Regions from separate parts of the Triticum aestivum genome. Here region 2 is linked to region 1. A link is a contact called in public Hi-C data. All regions are on one chromosome and are shown on one strand. Each heading gives the region's core, a stretch centred on a gene start, on an enhancer-like site or on the middle of the called end of the contact. The rest is flanking DNA. Distances are from core to core; before and after follow the strand shown. Region 1 holds the start of LOC123181195 (putative leucine-rich repeat-containing protein DDB_G0290503). Region 2 holds the start of LOC123181196 (probable ascorbate-specific transmembrane electron transporter 1).

What was found. A called contact is a pair of places that touch in the nucleus more often than the background predicts.
Region 2: a contact with region 1 is called in a Hi-C map of leaf, with 3 times the contacts expected there. The contact joins the promoter of LOC123181196 here to the promoter of LOC123181195 in region 1. A contact is called at or near these places in 2 of 5 Hi-C or Micro-C datasets (both in leaf).

Annotation. Positions count from the first base shown.
Region 1 is chr1D:237,346,193-237,353,296 of IWGSC CS RefSeq v2.1, reverse strand. It overlaps LOC123181195 (putative leucine-rich repeat-containing protein DDB_G0290503), which reads left to right and starts at 2,460. Exons shown (of 8, transcript XM_044593450.1): 1 at 2,460-3,003; 2 at 3,114-3,311; 3 at 3,397-3,522; 4 at 3,639-3,694; 5 at 3,961-4,084; 6 at 4,410-6,470; 7 at 7,053-7,104. The coding sequence starts at 2,929.
Region 2 is chr1D:237,510,107-237,517,210 of IWGSC CS RefSeq v2.1, reverse strand. LOC123181196 (probable ascorbate-specific transmembrane electron transporter 1) reads right to left here and starts at 3,931. Exons shown (of 4, transcript XM_044593451.1): 1 at 3,717-3,931; 2 at 2,965-3,013; 3 at 2,683-2,882; 4 at 1,347-1,901. The coding sequence starts at 3,851. The coding sequence ends at 1,593.

The DNA of each region.
Region 1 (7,104 bases), core at 1,211-3,710:
GTCGGACTAAGAGATCGAGGAAGATTGCCGTGGACTTGGCCCTCGCTACCGGCCGCCGGAGGAAGATGCCGGAGTACGTCCAAAAGCCGGCGTGGACAAAAAGAGATAGCTATAGGCTCACATCACACCTCACCTGAAGGACCTGTTGTGTAGTGTACTACTACGTCGTGATCCTTTGTAGGAGTACTAGCTTGTTGCCTTGCATGCAGGCTAGGCTAGGCCACCCGGCTCTGGCTCCATGCGTCCAACTGTCCGAGGAGCGCCGTTGGCTTCTCCACGTTTTCTTTTTTTTGCATCACGGGTTCTCAACAGTTTCGGATGAGCACAAGGTCCGACTGGGTGTTCTTTTGCCGTTGAGGCGGCTGTGGTGTTTTTGTTTCTTGAAATACTCGTGATTTTTTTATGTGCCGCGTCATCCCTCGCAATATGCATATGTTTTTTGGTAAAGGAATGGTTGTATAGTAATTGGCACAAAATCTATAAATAGGGTCTTGAGCAATGTTTGTTGTAATCTACGAGTACGAAAGAGTAACCCGATTATAACTAGGCTAAAATCATGCAAAACCCTAATCAATACATGTGTGTCACGTCCATTGAAATTTTTTAGGCGACTGTTAGGCGCCAGCGCACCGGCCGAAAATTTCGGCCGGTCGGCCCCCAGCCGTAGGATTAGGCCACCTCGAACCGTTAATTTCCCCTAATCATCTTTTCCCCTTCGCATCTGGCTCTGCGTTGACCAGCAACTCCCATCTATGGGGGACTCCGCGCTCGCCGCTGCAGGTGCCCATCCTTGGCTGCCCGTGCATGCCGGCCAACGGCGCAGCCGTGCTGGCCGGCCATCCACGGTAGCAAAAATCAAAGCTGGATGTAGCAAAAAAAATTGTTGGTTCCAGCAAAAAGATGGATCCAGCAAAAAATCAAAGAGACGAGTTGGTAGCAAAAATCAAAGGCAGTGACAACAAGAAATAAGGACAGTGGTAGCAAAAAATTTGGAAGCGGTTTCAGCAAAAGGAGATGGATCCAGCAAAAAAGCAAAAATTAAAAAGACAGTAGTAGCAAAGAACATCTCTATGGTGGTAGCAAAAAAATATATGGTGGTAGCAAAATTTGAAGCTGGTTCCAGCAGAAAACACCCTCAATTACAGATCCTAAAATAAATTACTGACTCCAGCAAAACAAAAAAACACTTGTAGCAAAAATTGCCGCCGATTGTAGCTTCCACTGAGGCCGGTTCCAGCATCTCGTCCGCCCACTTGGTCTGGAGCTTGTACTACAGCGTGGTGGCAGCAGCGGGTGGTCGTCGTCGACAGCATCAGCACCGGTGCGGTCCGGGGGGGGGGGGGGGGGGTTCGCGGAGGAGCAAGGACTCGATGAACCCTCGAGGGCAGAAAAAGAGGGAGTGGGTGCTGCGTGTGGCGCTGGGACTGACGTGCTGCCATGGCGGAGGAGCACTAGCTACTTGACGAGCTGCCATGGCTGGCCGGCACAGCTTGTTGCCGGTAGGGGAGAGCAAGCGCCTATAGATGGAGGGAGAGGGGGGGAACGGAGCTCGTGGACCAGAGTAGATGTGTTCGTTCACGAGGAAGAAATGAGGGGATCTCATCGGCCCTGAAGAGATAAGGTAAAGGGGATTTGGGTCGTTCGATGCAGGGCCCACCTGCAGACGAGCGTGTGCGTGAGTGAGCGGTGCGAACCGGCGAAAAACTTAGCCGGTCGACCGCGTATAAACGTTTCCCAATTTTTTAATGCTTCCACATATACAATGACATCACACATCATTTTATCCTTTTGTTCGTGTGAAAAATAAACCGGACGTATCATTCATCAAACACACCACTTGGGCATCCAATCAAATCCAACCAAAAACATTTGTAGAAACACCCGCGACGTCTTTCTCACGGGTTTATTAAGACATACGCATAAACATGCGGTTTCATAATTCAGATTCCATGAGACGTGCACGAGTGAAAGCAAAGATCGCACCGTTTGTCTCACGGTTTCACATCAACATCGACAACCCTCTTTCTCACAAGAAGAGAGAAACATGGACAACACTCCAACACGCACCTCACTAACCCCTTTGCTAAACCAGCAAAGAAGCTACCACTTGACATGAGTGATGAGCTATCTCAAAAACAACAAACCAGCAAAGAAGCTGAATTAGTAGTAGGTCTCAAGTAAGTCGCTCACACGTCCACGCTTCTTTCACAGAAGTAGAAGAAGAATTGCCGTCGGCAGGTCCACACAGCTCAGCACGGCCCAGAGGGTCAGCGAGATCAGTCTCCTTCCTGCCGGCGCAGCTGTGAAGCTCACGCAATGGCAGCTCCAGATTTTTTATCCGTCGCCATCCTCCCACCTCGCTCTAGCTAAATAAATCTCCATTACCCTTTTCCCCAAATCAATTGACCACCATTTTATAGACTCAGAACCTTCTCTCTCCCACCTCCTCTCTCTCACCCCCCCCCCCTAGTCCCTAAACCCCCAAATCAGAGAGAGAGAGAGAGAGAGAGAGAGCAAAGCAAAGCTGCAGTGCGTGTGTGTGCGAGAGAGAGTTGAGCTGGGTTCCTTTCTCTCACTAGATCTGTCCACTGGTGGTGTGCCCCTGCCTTTGCCCAAAGCCGCCCCTGCCCCGGCCTTCTTGCTTGCTTGCCTGCGGTGTCACCCACTGGCCCCTCCCTCCCTCCCTCCCACTCTCTATGCGTGCTCCGCCCCTGCCTCCATGTGCTGCTCTCGCCGCTCCAACTAACCACCACCCGCACCGCACAGCAATGCCAAGCTTGGCGTCACTGGATTCGCGCGCACGGCATTGCAATGCTGCTGCCGATCGAGGCGTGACGGACTAGCCAGCAAGCAAGATTTCGTCTGGTTCTGTTGGGGGGCGGTTGGCTTCTTGGCTGATTCCTCTGGAGCGCACCCGCCGTCGCCGGCATGTTCAAGTCGGCGAGGTGGCGCGGCGCCGGCAAGGCCAAGGCCGTGTTCAAGCTCCAGTTCCACGCCACCCAGGCACGGCACGATCCCCTGCTCGCTCCGGAGGAAGCAGAATTTTTGGTCTTGGTTCTTGGTTTTCGCGTTCGATTTGAGGCGTGACGGACGGAGCGCGCGTGTTTCTGCAGGTGCCGGAGCTGGGGTGGGAGTCCATGACGGTGGTGGTGACGCCGCAGGACGTCGGCCGGCCCACGGCGCGGACGGAGCGCGCGGAGGTCGCCGACGGCGCCTGCCGCTGGCCCGCCCCGATCTTCGAGGCCACCAAGCTCCCCTCCGCCAAGGCGGCCGCCGGCGACAAGATCTACCAGTTCCTCGTCTACGAGACCGTGAGGACAGCCGGCCCCACATTACATCAATCGAGAGCGATCGTGCTCGATTTGTTCTGACTCGGCAATGCCGCGGTCCGTGCAGGGGTCGGCCAAGGCGGCGTTGCTGGGGGAGGCGACGGTGAACATGGCCGAGTACGCGGAGGCGTTCAAGCCGTCGGCGGTGACGCTCCCCCTCAAGGGCAGCCCCGCGCCCGGCGCGCTGCTGCACGTGAGCACCGATCCCCCCACCTCTTAAAAAGCTTGCGGCGTTTTCCTGTGACCTCTGACGGCGACGCGCTCGCGGTTCCTGATTTTGATGGTTGCTGCTGTTGTTCCGTGTGACAGGTGACCATCCAGCGGGTGGTGGGTGGTGCCGGCGGTGGGTGCGGTGACGACGGGAGGTAGGTCGCCTTGCGTCGCGTTGGTTGGAGATTAGTTTAGACACATCCGCTGCATTCTGGTTTGAGCTTTAAGAGATCATCTCATCTCATCTCACATCAACCAGATTCACTTACACATTGCTGCTATCTGCATTGTGGCTGTTTGCGCTTGAGGATTGTGCCTGTGCCTGCTGCATTTCGGTGTGTGCCTTAGGCATGGTGCATTTGCTTTGATTCAGGCGTTGATTGTGTAATTGGTTACTGATTCTTGCTCTTCGCGGCGACAGTGAGAACGGCGACACAGCAAAGTCTTCGCCGCGGAGGACGCTGCAGAGCCAGCTGAGCCGGTGCGAGGACGAGGAAGCCGAGAAGGCGAGGTCGCTTGCTGCCGATTCGATGAGCCCTGTGCATGTAAGTAACCAGTGATGGTTAGTGGGGAGGAGTCCTCGAGAGCTTTCCCTATTTGGTCCATCATCATTGCATTGCTTTGTTTCATTTCTGTTGATGGCCAAGAAAGAGAGCTTTTGGCATGCTAAGCATATTGCAAAGAAAAAGGGAAGCTACGTTTCTCTAGTTGATCATTTCGGGGGTCACATTTGCTGCGTGGAACTTTTTGTTTGAGATCTGAATTTCTCATTCCTGTAGTGAAGGGGGAGAATTTAGAACTGAACAGTGCATGTACTATGTCATCTTTCCGTATGTTCATCAGATAGTAACTGATAGCTTTCTTGTACAGGATGGATTGGTGATCAGCAAACCACCAGGGATGAGGTTTCCCTTGAGAAGAAATATGCCGGCATCTGTTGAGCCGGCCGGCCACCTCCACAACGCCAATGGCTTTGACGCCGTTTCGTTGTCGGGTTCAGATGGGAGCTCAGGAAGATTCACTCCCAAAACCAGTGCGAACATGCATAGCACATTTCTTCAGGATGCGACCAATGTCCTCTCGCCTTTTGCCAACAACGCCACATCGAGAAACCCATTGAGCTCTGGTGACTGGTCAGGAAGCTCAGCTCCTGATGCTAGCACCGATGGGTCGACGAGCAACTCGGGTGAGACGGGGTTGAGAGGTGCAGAGGATGATGTAGAGAAGCTGAGAAGTGAGATAGGGACTTTGACAAGAAAACTGGATGTCTCAGACATGGAGTTGCAGACACTCAGAAAGCAAATTGTTAAAGAGAGTAGGCGAGGGCAAGATCTTTCCAAGGAAATGAGTAGCTTGAGGGATGAGAGGGATGCACTCCGAAGAGAATGTGAAGGCCTTAGAGGAATGAGGAAGACGATCCATGATGCAAATGGATCAGGTAAACGGTTGTCAGATGGGGAAGATCCCTGGTCTCAGGTTGAGGAGCTGAAGCAAGAGCTGGGCCATGAGAAGAATTTAAATGCAGATCTACGTGTACAGCTACAGAAAATGCAGGAGTCCAACTCTGAGCTGCTTCTGGCTGTGAAGGATCTTGATGAAATGCTCGAGCAGAAGAATAGAGATATGTCCATTTTGCAAGAAGAAACAGTAGAGGATCCCCAGGAGGCAGAATATGAGCATGCACTGTCAAATGTGCACAGTGCTGGACACAAGATGGACATGTCTGAAACAAGCTCGTACCAAGAGAAAGAAGACGAGCTTATGTTGGATGCATTGGTGAAGAAGAGTGATGGCGTCGCTAGTTCTGAACTACAAGAGAAGATTCTTGAACTGAGTGATGAAATCGAGCTGTACAAGAAAGACCGTGAGGATCTTGAGATGCAAATGGAGCAGCTTGCACTTGATTATGAGATTCTGAAGCAAGAGAACCATGACATCTCTTCAAGGCTGGAACAAACACAACTGAGAGAGCAGCTAAGGATGCAGTACGAGTGTTCAGCACATTTATCTATAATAAGTGATCTTGAGGCCAATGTCGAGAACCTGGAGAATGAACTCCAGGAACAATCTCAAAGATTAGAGGCTGATATAGCAGAAGTACTGGCTGCAAAGGTTGAGCAAGAGCAGAGGGCCATAAAGGCCGAGGAGTCTCTGAGGAAGGCACGGTGGAACAATGCTACCACTGCCGAACGACTTCAGGAGGAATTCAAGAGTTTATCTTCACAAGTATCTTCTGCTTTCAGTGCCAATGAACAGCTGCTTGTGCAAGCAAGAAAAGAGGCAGCAGAACTACAGTTGCAGAAGAGCCAGTTGGAAGAATTACTGCAGAAGGCCCACGAAGATGCCGCATCAGTCCAAGAACAACACCGGGTGAAGATTCAGCAGTTACTTACCCTAGTGGATTTCAAGTCAAACGAGATAGATAGGCTGGTGGTGGAGCTCAAGAGCAAGAGCGACGAGTTCGAGAACCAGAAGAGAAGTGATGAGTCAAAGTTAAATGATCTATCAGAAGAAATTGAACAGCTCAAAGCCAAGATTGACAAGCTATCAGATGAGAGAGACAAACTCGTGGAAAGGAATGAGCAGAAAGACATGGAATTGGCTGCAAATGGTGAAAAGGACATGGTCTTGCAAGACAAAACTGCTGAAATTACTTTGCTCAATAAAGAGCTTGCATTGCTCAAGGACCAAATGCAGACATATTTGGAGGAGCTAAACACTCTGAAACGCTCCAAGAGTGAAAGGGATGAGACAATAGGGAAGCTACAAATAACTATTGGATCGTTGAAACTCCAGTACGACAATATGAAGAACTCGTTGTCCACAAAGGAGGCTGAGAAAAGCAACCTTGCTTCTCAGGTGCTGAAGCTGAGAAGAGCCCTTGAAAGCAGGGAAGGTGCCAAGGAAAATGGTGTCACTTCAGATACAACGGTAAGTATCGAAAACCAGATATATTTGTAGCAAAACAGTAATATTCTATGATTAGTTTACTTTCTGTACTTATTTTTCATGCTAGCTTTCTCTCATATGCGTAACAAAGAAGGCATATGTAAATAGATAGATCAACAACTGAAAACTTTCCACAAACAACCAACAAAAACTCATCCTGAACAAAGAAAATCATAGAATATTTCCACAAGAACTCTCATTTAAACCAGTAGGTGTACCTTCCCTTTTGTATTCAAGTCAGCATGCTGGACAGTGCACACACTCTTAAAACCCATGAGTTTGTGGGTTGTCAACACAAATAAGTAGGTGTCACTGTGTAGAGATTTTCCATTATTACGTGTTTTTTGCACATGGGAAGATAAATCTGGCTCTAGCTACTTATATCCACTATTATGCTGTACAACCTGCTTCCTAGAGGAGAGGGGCAGCTTTGAATGGAGGTCCCCACCAGTGAGGATATGATATTTCAGTGCTTGGAGCTGTTGGGCCTTTTCATAGCAATGCTCATGCTGCAATCATACACTTTGGTGCCTCGAAAGTGACACACCATGTTATGCTTTGCAGGATAATCAGCACACTAATTCGAAGCGCATCAAGCACGACACCGTCAGCACTG
Region 2 (7,104 bases), core at 2,682-5,181, 160 kb before region 1:
GACATGCCCTAACAACAGCCCACTGTTTTTTGCACGAGAATTCCCCCCACGAAATTCGCGGATGGCTCCACGTACTTGCAGCTTGGAATAAACATGGCATGGGTTTTGTCGATGACCCTCCCACGTGTCACGAGTACCCTTCCGGAGGAGGTTTAAAAACGACTCTTCAGTCGCTGGGTTCACGGTCTTCTCACGCGCTGCTGCAAGCCTGCAAACCGGCGGCCATGGCTCGCAGAATACGGCGCGACACCGGCGAGTGGTTTCGCAGGCAGAAACTAATAACTATGGCCGTGCCCACCGGTTCAGCACCTCCCGGCTGCCGATAAATTCCGGCCGGTCGCACGAGTCGCTCCAGGCCTCCAGCTTCTCCACGCCCCAAGAGAAGATACACCGTCAAAAAGAGAGAACTTCAGCAGGAGATCCAGGCGCGCGTGAAGGCTCTCATTTTTTGCTCGGGTGCCAGTCAGCCATGGACGTGTACATTTCGGAGGAGTACGTGATCCAGCGGCGCGCCGAGAAGAGGGCGGCGGCACGGAGGGCGGCCATGGCCGACGGCGACAAGGAGGAGGCTGGGAGGAGCCGGTGGACGGCGTCGTGGGCGGACGCTGAGCAGAAGAAGGGCAATGCAGATGCCAACGCCAACGCCATCGCCAATGCAGCTGGGTGGAGCTCGAGGGGCGGCGATGAGGTCATTCTTGCCTATTTATCGGCGTAGGTGTCGTCGTCCGGTTGCCTCTGTTACCAATGGCCAAGATGGTCCAGCAGGGACACCCACCAGTAGTAGATCGCCAGATTTTGTGCTCAGCACTTGCTGAATCGGCAAATGTTGCCTGGCTGTACATTGTATGAGTGGGCAAAAGGTTCAGTTCACTTCAGGGTCAAATTATTTGCAGTCATTTCTCAGAGAGCGTCGAAGGATCTTCTGCTCATCCTGTCACCCAACCCACATCTATCTAGAAATCTAGAGTCCCTGTTGGTCATCAAAAGGGTAAAATTTCAAATACCCTGGTGCCGAATCTGAACTAGATTGCAGGGACTCAAGTAACTCTATTCGTAACCTAGACAGCAAAATTACATTCGGTGGTTCTGAATCTGAACTAGATTGCAGAAAATAGTGCAAAAGGAGTGGAAAAGTTATTTAGCCTGTAAATGATGGAACAAAATTGAGCAGACCGGTCAGGCAATGGCCAGATGGTACATGAGTAGGTTTTGTGGCCAGCACTCAGCACTTGCTGAATCAGCAGATTTGCCTAGCTGTAAATTAGCTGAGCCCTTTTATACATTGTTTGATTGGGCAAAAGGTTCGATTCAGGGTGAAATTCTCTGCGGTCATTTTACAGATAGCATCAAAGAAGGATTTGTCATCTTACTTGTCACCAAGACGGCAAAATTTCACATTTCATGGTTCTGAACCTGAACTAGATTGCAGCAACTAAAGAAAATCTACTGGTAAACAAGACAGCAAAATTTTACATTCTGCAATTCTGAATCGGAACTAGTTTGCAGAAAAGAGTGTAAAAGAAGATGAAATGTTATTGCCTGTGCTTCAAATATACAAATGATGGAACAAAATCGAGCAGCCGGCTCAGGAATCAGGACTTGCGCACTGATGAATACCCAAGCCTGTGCTCGCTCTGCGCAGGAGCAGTGACATACAGCACGACAAATGCGCCCAGTAGTAAGACAACAAGGGCAGTGAAGTTTACCAGCAGGGCTTCCGAGCTGTATTTTCCCAGACCAGCAGCCTGAAGGAAAGTGAGCTTCTCCAGGAACCCCAGCTCGGCCGCGAGCAGTGCCAGCACATAGACCACGATCCCAGCACGAACGTGCCACGGGAGCATGGCACGTCGGAGTGTCGGCGAAGCGCCGGGAAAGAAGAAGGTGAGAAAGCCAGATACCCACTGAAAGATGGCATCAGAACATTAAGGTTTCAGGTAATACACAAACAAAAGCTGAAAGTAGTTATTTTAAAACAGTTATCTTGATTATATACCACAAGCATAACCACCATTTCTGAAGAATAACCACTGGAAATTTGATCAAGATGAGGACATGTATGTTAAAAAATTAATTTATTGATGCTTCAGAATGATCTCAGCTTTTAAGACCCCGTCTGATACAATTAACACATATAGCCAATCTAGACGTGTGAGGACACTTAGCAGGCTTACGGATAGAAGTAGGGCAATCTACTTGCATAACTGATACCCCAATGTCACTAATGGGGATTAACCTTCTCAGCAGATAATTTGAAGAGACAGAACACAATTGAGGAATTTTAGCATGAATTGCCCAAAGACCCTCCATTAGTTGGAAAGTATCCTTTATCATGTCAAACACCGTGAGAGCTTTGTTCTAGTGCTTATTGCTTTGGTTATCTCCTAAGAAAATATTCTTTATTTTTTAAGGGAAAGAAAATATTCCCTCTACAGATGGAGCACAACATAACAGATTTCAAAGTTAAAATTCACTAAGCAATTCGGTGACTCCCATGGTGACGACTCCTAGTGGAGAACTCCTTGGAGGCACTAAAATTACTGTATTGCTAAAATTTACAGATGCAACAAATAAAGGCAAATAACTGTTTTTCTTTCAGGAACAATCCAAATAACTATGGCTATTTAAATTCCAAGATTCGCAGAATATGGAATAACCAAATGCTAATGATTTTGTGCGGATTACCTGTAAACCATACAAAATGATAGCGCCAAGTCCAACCCAGGAGTGTAAGCTGTATAGATTAGCGATTCCACTTTCATTGTGAAACTTGAAGGCAACATATACCCCGAACGATCCCAGAAAAAGCGCAACGGCATGAAGAATCAAATGGACTGTCTTATTTGTGTCATGGCTCCATGGCAATGTTTTGTAGCTCATTATGGCTGCAGAAAAACTACGGGTAGCTGATCAGAAATGCTTAAACCTCCTCATCACGCAAAACCCATCAAGAGAAGAGAACCTAACCTTCACTCCCTATGATGATGAATCCAATCAGCATAAGCACAGGATGAACCTGCATAGCTTATGACATTACGAATTTTGACGTAATCAACATTACGAATTTGAGCACAACCAAAAGAATTCCCTGAGCTTATAACATTAGCCATTAGGAATTGGTTTAGTTCAAAATAGGGAACTCTGCCAATCACAATCCACCTTTTATGGGCATAGCCCTTAGAATGTACACCCTCCGTTCCTAAATATAAGCCCTTTTAGAGATTTCAATACAAACTACATACGGATGTATATAGACGCACTTATTTTGCTCCGTATGTAGTCCATATTAAAATCTCTAAAAGGTCTTATAGGAACGGAGGGAGTAGGTACTAGGTAGGTAGTACTTGTGTTCCAGGATTACATTTACATGGGATTAAACTTCAAAAATGGCCTTCAGCAAAGATCTTCCAAGAAAAACCTGGAGTCTTATACATGTGATTTATTTCCATACGGACAAAAAAGGGCAAGCATTGGATCATCAAGTTTCATGATTAGATCCAGGTAAGACGAGAACAGCTAGCACACCACAGTCTTGCGACCAAAAGCGGAGGAGGACGCCACCATTAACCGCCACGCATGTGCCATTAACCAAGCAGGCGACGGCATGAATTTCTCAGCAATTAAAGATCCTACCTAACCAAGGACCGGGGCATCTCCCCGGAATGAAATGTCACATCCACGATCCATCAACGGATAGCTAGGGGGTAGTTCTTACGTACGTTAAAGATGAGCCCCTTGTTGGTGGGGGAGCTGAGGGCGAGGCCGCCGCCGAAGTGGACGCACCACAGCAGCACGAGCGCCGCCGCCGTGGCTGCTAGCGCGCGCACCGCCTTGGCCGGCGCCGGCACGGCCATCTCGTCAGGCGACGGAGAGGAATCCAAGTCTTAATCCCTTTGTAAAGTCAAACTCCTTGCAGGTCCAGTCCATGAGCGTGCTGAGGAAGAGGGCACAATGGTTGGTAGGCAGGCCTTGGGCAAAAACGACACTTTCTGTAATTGGGCCTCAAGCAGAATGGGCCGAGTAGATCCAGTTAACTCTGTTAATGTGTGTTTTTTTTACGTAAAGAACTTTCTGTTAATGTGGGTTCCTACTGATGTTCTCTTGGATCAGAAGTTGTGATGTTTGTGTTAAAAAAACGAAAAGTCTAACGCCCACACGTGTGGGCGTTAGCCAACTCGCGCACACGCATCCGTCGCCGTCCAGTAGCTGTTGCACGAATCTTGACACGATCTGGCTGATTTCGTGTGCCACGTAGGACAAGTCGATTGTGTGGTGTGTAAGAGGGGTCGCCCGCATGCCGGTTTCCTCTCCGCAGTCAACGGTTGCCACTCGGGGGCGTGCGGTGGGACTGCGATTGCGCCCGCACGCGTCGCCCGAATGCGGTTGCCGTCTAGCACGGCTCTCTACTTCACACTCCCATCGTGTGCGGTTCCATTTACTCCCCCCACTTCTCTACTCACCCAACCCACCATCCGCAGCAGTTCATTCGATTGGAGGAGAAGCCGATAGGAGGAGGAGGCGGCGGAGGCGGAAGAGTCGACGGCGTTCGCGGCCGTCGGTGGGGCTCGCCGGACCAGAGAGTCTACGCCGGAGTGCCCACAGCTTGAAGGTAATGCTCCTCCCCGCGCTGACATTCCTCCCTGCATTTTCCCCTCTCCCCTCTGCGGTGGATTTCTCCGCTCAAGATCCATAGTGATTACGGCGTAATCGCGGTGCTCCGGCGTTCCCGTCGGCGGCGGAGTCCCGTGTTTGCCGTTTAGGATGGCATTGCGCAGGTTCGTCGCCGCCGCGGTGGCAGTCATGCCGGTGTGGCTCGCCCTGTCCGCAACCACATCCGGGTGTTGCGGTTCGATTTGAGCCGGTGTTTTTGTAGTTGTTAGTCATGCATTGCCTTGAAATGTTGTTGCCATTGGTGCGGGAAGTTTTTTGTTGGTTAATTTCAGGGTTTGATAGTTGGGATTGAACCCTAGATCTAGGTGGTTGTGTTTCAAAGTGAATTACAAAGGCAGCCATAGTAGTTCCAGGAACTATATGCACTGGATGGCAACTAATTTCCTGATCAACCGTGTCAGTTGCCACAAACATGCTTGCCATGTGGCAACTAATTTTGTGAACACACAATGGTTGTTGCCATGCTGTATGCAGCATAATGGGGTAAATTCACTGTATTGTAGACTGAATTTGCGTTTTGCCTTCTGACTTGTGATATATGAACATACATGGCAACTCGTTTTTAATACGAGGTCAGGGTGTGTGTTGCCAGATTACATGCTGTGTGGTGGATGTTTTTATGCACTTTTTGAATTGTCCTGCACTTTTAGCATGGCAATTTGAACCTATCACACTTGCCTGTGAAGATATGGAAACTCATTTTTATATCAGGACAGGGTGTCAGTTGCCATATTATATGTTTGTGCATTGTAGTATGTGTCCCTTTTTGTTTCTAGTTTCTTTTGCGTTAACATGGCAACTTCAACATTTGTTAAATTGCCTTATGAACTGTAGATTTTTAATGAAGCCAATGTGTTTAGTTGCCACATTTATTGTTGGACAATCGTAGGGGGTGTGGGTGTTCATAGTTATGTACTGTCTCGAAATGCTATTTTGCGAGCAGTGCAGGAAGTTTTTTGTTGACGAATTTCAGGTTATGATTGTTGCCAATGAACCCTAGATCTAGGTAGTTGTATTTCAAAGTGCAGTAAGAAGGTAGACATGATAGTTTCAGTAACTATCTGCACTGGATGGCAACTAATTCCCTGATCAACTGTGTCAGTTGCCACAAATATGTTTTCCATGCGGCAACTATTTGTGTGCACACACTATGGTTGTTGCCATGCTGTAGGCCTGATAAAGTGTAGTAAATAGGTAGTCATGGCAGTTTCAGCAACTATGTGCACTGGATGGCAACTAATTTCCTGATCAAATGTGTCAGTTGCCGCACAGTATGATTTCCATGTGGCAAGTATTTCTGTTAACACACTAAGGCTGTTGCCATGATATAGGCAGGATAATGTGGCAAATTCTCTGTACAATACACTCACTTTTTGTGTTTGCCATACTGACTTGTGATATCTGAACATATTTGGCCGTACTACATGGCAACTCATTTTTTAATATGAGGTCAGTTTGTGAGTTGCCACATTACAGGTTGTTCAGTAGATGTTTTCACCGCTTTTTGAATTGTCTTGCATTTTAACATGGCAATTTCAACCTAGTACATTCGCCTTTGAATATATGACAACTCATTTTTTGTATGAGGACAGAGTGTGAGTTACCATATTATATGTTACCACAATATATGGCAACCTAGTACTTTTTGCCACTTTCAATTGAGCCTTTGTGGCAAGTACATTCTGTTAGGTGGCAACTGCTTACTTCATACTTTCATTTTCACTCTGACATTTTTGCTTTGTTCTTACATCAGCAGAATGGCTCGCGGCGATCATTAAGACGATGATGATGATTTCATGGAGTTACCTCGGCAGAATCGCGCAACTGGACGGACAACAGACGGCGATGAGGTAACTGTCCACCCCCCCCCCCACACACACACCCCTCCCCCATATGTTTTCAATGTCATGTTGAGTTTGCAATCGTCTAATAGGGACTAAATTTTCATGATGGTGAAACATGGCAACAAATGAACATTTCTCTGTTTTGCAGAAGAAGAAACGTAATCGCAATAGGGCTTCACAGGAACGCCTGAGTATATTGACCGAGGGATTTACCGACGACCGGAAGGGAGCTGCTGCTGAGATGGGGATGCAGGTTCTGATGGATGTTCGGTGCAAGAATTTAGTGAACCCTGTATGTGACTGGCTCGGTGAGATTTACGAGCCCGCCTCCAGGGAATTTGTGATTCCGGGACGTGGAAGACTGCCGTTAGATGAGGAATCCATGTTCTGCACGTTGGGTGTGCCCTGTGGAGAGATCAAAGTCCCGTATGAGGTCAATAATAAGATTGAGGAAACGTTGTTTGCCCGTTTGTTTCCTGGGTTGACATCCATGCCGAACACGACCGTGCTGGCAAATTCACTGGAGGGCATGACAACCCATGGCGAGGTTTTCAAGATGAAGCTACTCATGTACCTGATCTCAGCTGTTTTT